Linked DNA regions of Gossypium hirsutum: region 1 is linked to region 2. A link is a contact called in public Hi-C data. All regions are on one chromosome and are shown on one strand. Each heading gives the region's core, a stretch centred on a gene start, on an enhancer-like site or on the middle of the called end of the contact. The rest is flanking DNA. Distances are from core to core; before and after follow the strand shown. Region 1 holds the start of LOC107951874 (synaptonemal complex protein 1). Region 2 holds the start of LOC107951875 (caffeoylshikimate esterase).

The links. A called contact is a pair of places that touch in the nucleus more often than the background predicts.
Region 1: a Hi-C map of leaf shows a contact between it and region 2, with 2.1 times the contacts expected there. The contact joins the promoter of LOC107951874 here to the promoter of LOC107951875 in region 2. A contact is called at or near these places in 2 of 34 Hi-C or Micro-C datasets (both in leaf).

The regions. Positions count from the first base shown.
Region 1 is chrA02:89,737,021-89,739,774 of Gossypium_hirsutum_v2.1, forward strand. LOC107951874 (synaptonemal complex protein 1) reads right to left here and starts at 1,428. Exons shown (of 7, transcript XM_016887043.2): 1 at 1,153-1,428; 2 at 884-999; 3 at 685-803; 4 at 536-596; 5 at 207-433; 6 at 1-110. The coding sequence starts at 1,311.
Region 2 is chrA02:89,538,983-89,541,836 of Gossypium_hirsutum_v2.1, forward strand. It overlaps LOC107951875 (caffeoylshikimate esterase), which reads left to right and starts at 1,254. Exons shown (of 2, transcript XM_016887044.2): 1 at 1,254-1,674; 2 at 2,331-2,854. The coding sequence starts at 1,368.

The sequences.
Region 1 (2,754 bases), core at 178-2,677, 200 kb after region 2:
TTCCCTTTGTTTCAGTGAATCTCTGGCCATTACAATGGCCTGGTATGGGTTTGTAACAAAATCTGGGTTTTCATTTTCCTTCAAAATGCTACCTTTCGTTTTCCTAGCAGCTGAAAAGTTTCAAAAACCAAGACATGAGACAAATGATTGAAGAACACTTTTTCGGAAATCGGGATCGTATTCAAATCCGAATAACATAAACCGACCTATAATAGGAGACTGTGGCCTTATCTGCCTGTTGTGATCCAGTGATTTTAAAGCTGATGAAGAATCATATAGTTCCTTCCGAGTTACAACAACAGCAGCTGGGGCAAGCCCGAATTCATCTTTTGACTTGATAAAATGCTGTGGGAAAGAATGTGAATCCACTGTTTGAGAAGCATTTATTTCCTCATTTTCACCTTCTGCAAACAAGAAGGAAAATGCCCTGTGCCTGAAATCGCAGTTTCGAGAAGCGAAAATTGATAAGAACTGGTTCACAGAAATTCCCAACTGGAAATCCCACCATGGAACTTGAAATTTCAGCTTGTTATACTTTTTCTTGCACACTTGCCATTGTAGTACCCGCAGATTACTTGCAACCGTCAATCCACCCCCTAAAGATTTCAAATCAGCACCATGGTTAAAACATATCCCAAGATAAAAACAAAAAAATAAACAATAGATAGGTTGGTGTTGAAGTACTTGAACAAGGAAACCAGTGATCAATGTCCCATGAAAGAGGTGAAGCTGAATCAGCATGGTAATACAGGACATTTCCGTACGGATCCACTCGGATTACTTCCGGATCAAACCCCGCGTTCCTGATTTAAACAAACCCATAGATATCAGAAAAACAAAACAAATATATATATTCGTAAGTTTTTCAGTTCAAGTTAATTACCCTAAATGACTTAGCTGCTTCCACAAGAGATTAATGAAGATTTTTGGCTTAGCTGATGGTCTTGCCTTTGGATCAATAAGTGGGAACAGTTCATCCAGTTCCTTTGCTCTCAGATTCTGCAAAATACAAAAAACAAACTAGTAGTTAATCTCCATTGCCTCGGTTCTCATTTCATCAAAAAGAAAAGAAGAACAAAATCACCCAAAACGCCAAAAACCCATTTCTTCTTGAAAGAAATTTTTTTTAAAAAAAGTGGTAAACAAAATGACCTCGTTTTGGTGCAAAACGTAAGGAATGAAGGTGAAAGGAGGGCCATAGGGGTAGGGACCAAGACTACGGTCCCGGCATATTTTGGCATAGGCTCTGGGGTATCCGAGACCCTCATCGATCACCATTTCCTCGTCGGCGAAGGCGTATTCCACTGCCATTTCTATCAGTGAGATTTTTTCTTGTGAAGATGGAAGAGACGAATGAGAGAAAATGTTGTGTTTTTGATTTGGGAATTAAGAAATAGAAGCTAACGGTCGAATTGTGTGTATCATTAAACAATAATATAAGAATTTTCCTTTTTGATAGCTTTAAGTTAAGTGGTGCCACGTCAGCGAAATTCGAAGGGGGAGTGCAACGGCTACATTATTCTACATTTGCTGGGCTGGTCCCACGCCAAAATTAAATACTTGGCATTTTCCATTTATGTTATTATACAATGGCCGCGCAATTCGTTTGGTCCAATCGCCTCATAAAATTTATTTCATTATAAAAATATTATTTAGGCCGCCCCTCATCCTAAATATTTCAAGAAATTAATTTAATTATGTTTTTTTTCGTATTTAAAATTATTTTCTATAAAGAATTATCTTACAATATTGAATGAGAGGGTATCTTTCGAAATTTCTTTGTTAACGTTAGGTTGTGGGTCGTTGAGTAAATGTTTTTTTTTTGTCATTAGCTTGATATTTTTAATTTATTATAGGGGCGAGCTTAGAATAAATTTTTAGAGAATAAATAAAATTTTAATTTTTTATAACTTATATCTTTATAATTTTTAAAGGATTAAATTAAATTTTTATAATTTTAGGAAGGCCAAAGTGTAATTTTACTTTTATTAATTTAAATTTTTTTAAAAATTTAAGGGGCTAAATAAGAATTTTACATTTTAGGGGGCCAAGGCCCTGCCAGCCCCCCTAAATCTGCCCTCGCTTACTATCCCCTACTATTTGTTTCTCTTTTCTTTCTTAATATTATATTATAAATAATTTGGAGATAAATATCAAATTTGTACATGAATTTTAATTTAGTGCAATTAGGCATATGAAACTTCAATTGTGATTCATATATATACATATAAAACTTTTATTTTGATTCAATTGTACATATTTAAAAAATAGATACATACATTTATTTTCACATTGAATTTATATAATTGTTTGTGTATGCCATATATCAATCTAAAATGGTACTAATTCGATAATGTTGTTAGTGATTTATGAAAATTGAATCAAATCAAAATTTCATGTAAGAAATCTCACAAAATCAAAGTTCATGTATGACATTGCACATTGAATCAAAGTTTATACATAGTTTTGATATTTATCTCATATAATTTGTTGATAAACTTCCATATCTTTCGAGTTGATTCACATTTATAATTTGATTTTTGTGTTTGTAAATTTTTGTTCATCATAATATAATTATTTATTTACTATATTAATATTTAATCAATAATTGAATTTAGAGTTAATATTAAATTATTATAATAAATTAAACTGAAACATGAGAAAATTATAAAATTATGACGTAAACTCCCTAATCTTTTTTAAAATTAATAAATTATGTAAGAAAAACATGTTATTGACTAATATATTATTCTC
Region 2 (2,854 bases), core at 4-2,503:
TTGATCATTAATTTTTTTAATTATTAAAATAATTCGTTTTACCATACGTATTATCCGCACACATTATTAATAGGGAATTCCTATGATTCAACCCCTACAGCATGAATATTCTTAGTGAATAGGCCTCATCGAATAAATTTTTATCCCTAATATTATTTATTTATTAAATACTTTTAATATTTTATTTTATTTCAGGTTAGAATTTATAATATATATATATAAAGAAGGTAAAATTGTCAATCACGTCCCTGATTAATTGGCATGAGGTTTCGGAATCTATCCCGATAATTGTAAACCTTTTCCTCCTTTTTCATTGTAATGTGCAATGTGCTTATTCACTTGTAAAAAAAATTAATAATAATAATAATGATAAATCAAAGCGTAAAAAGAAAGTGAAATGATATAAAGAAGCAAGTAGTGAGAAAATAATAGATTGTAGGCCCATGAAATGTCTTTGGACCTTATTGCTAAGGCCTTTCATAATTCATACATTGAGTCTAACTAGACTTGTTGGGCTGGCGGTTGGTGAGAATGGGGCCTCCTACCTACCAACGTAGGTGGGGCCCTATACCTTTTCTCTTTTTTAATAATAAACAGCCTTATCCTTTCTTAAACAAAATGCTATATTGCTAAGGTCTGTTTCGGTATTCTACTCAATCAAGACTTCAAGGTTGCAAATGAAGTTTCAATTTAATCAGGTTTTAGAATGTAAAAATGTGAGTTATTTTTCGAGTTTAATTTATTAAAATTGTAATTAAAACTACTCTCAAATTAAAACATGAATTTAATTTAAAAAAATTTACACATTGGTTTCAAAGTTGAAAGTTATTGTTGAACTAAACTTAATTATCATAAAAATTAAATTTCAATAGTAGTTTATAATCGAATTTTAAAAAACTGTTGCATAAATTATTCAAACATCCGTTTACTACAAGTTTAAATCTTACTTGTATAAAAAACCTGTTACATATATTATGTATTTTATTTATTTATTTATTTTCGTTATTCTTTTAACTATTATAGCCTTGTGTTTCCTTAAAAAAACCATTGTGTTGCATTTTCATATAAAAATTAGTAAATCCAAACAATAAAATTGAATTTATTTATTAAATAAAAAATATAATTAGAAATCCAATTTCTTACGACATTCATACAGTTTTATTTATAAAATGGAATTCCAAACCTACCCCTGAAGTGGAGCCCACCAAAAGTCAGTCCACCAACTCTTACCCACTCCCAAAGAACTCGGTTGGTGGAAACTTATTTTCCCACTTTGCCCAGAAAATAAAATCAAATCAACAAAATCCAAAACATCATTTCCGCACCAAAAAACAAACGCGCATTTACGTTGGGAGAGTTCAGCGAAAATGGCAGGCGAAGCAGCTGCGGCGGCGAATTTCTGGGGTGATATGCCGGAGGAAGACTATTACAGGTCGCAGGGTGTACGCAACACCAAGTCTTACTTCGACACTCCCAACGGAAAGCTCTTCACCCAGAGCTTCTTACCCTTGGATAAAAAAGTGAAGGCCTCCGTCTACATGACCCACGGCTATGGATCCGACACTGGTTGGCTCTTCCAGAAGATCTGCATCAACTTTTCCAATTGGGGTTATGCTGTTTTCGCCGCTGATCTTCTCGGCCATGGCAGATCCGAGGGTCTCCGCTGCTACTTAGGTAATTTATCTCTGTTTTCTTTTCTTTCTTTTTTTTTTAATGTTATTTATAAACTGGATATCCGATGATTATATTTTAATAATATAAAAAAACTTTATAACTTCAAGATAAACTTTTGAGAAAGTTATGGAGTAGATATGTATATATATATATTATGTTTGTGGATTGAAAGAGAAGTAATCCTGAGATAAGCAGAGGGTTAAGTAAAGATATAATATGACTGAATTAAAAAAAAAACACCTGATATAAGTTAAAATTAGGGAGTTCATGTCGCCCTTCTTCTCCAGGGATTTGTTACTGGGCCAAAATAAAGTTTTAAAAGTTTAGGGGGGCGAAGTTAAAAGATTTGCTTAAATTTTAAGATTTTATAGCTAAAAGGGACCAAAGTTGATATTATACCAATCAGTTAAGCCCTCTAGTTAGTCACCTAGCTGCTTCCATCCTTAACCTCCCAGTCTGCAGTATAAACTTGAAGTAGCATGTTATTTTGATGAACTTTTGATTCAACAATTGTTCACCTTCCACTGGGATTTTAAGCTATATCATTGTAATATCAGACTTTTATCATCATATTAAACTATGGGATATTTGAAGAAAAATGATTAAATACTTGGCTATTGAAGTTCATCAACAGAGGTGGTGATTGTTTAATGTAGGTGACATGGAGAAAGTTGCTGCAACATCCTTATCATTCTTCAAGCACGTCCGGAACAGCGATGAATACAAAAACTTACCCGCATTCCTGTTTGGTGAATCCATGGGAGGAGCAGCAACAATGCTCATGTACTTTCAATCCGACCCTGAAACTTGGACCGGTCTAATTTTCTCGGCGCCGCTCTTTGTGATGCCTGAGAACATGAAGCCGAGTAAGGTGCGGTTGTTCGTGTACGGTCTGCTCTTCGGATTAGCTGATACATGGGCAACTATGCCGGATAACAAGATGGTTGGGAAAGCAATCAAAGACCCAGAAAAGCTTAAGATCATAGCATCAAATCCAAGAAGATACACTGGACCACCAAGGGTTGGAACCATGAGGGAGCTGGCTAGGGTTTGTCAGTACATTCAAGACAATTTCTCAAAGGTAAGGGCACCATTTTTGACAGTTCATGGGACAAGTGATGGTGTCACTTGCCCAACATCATCTAAATTGTTGTATGAGAAGGCATCAAGTGTGGACAAA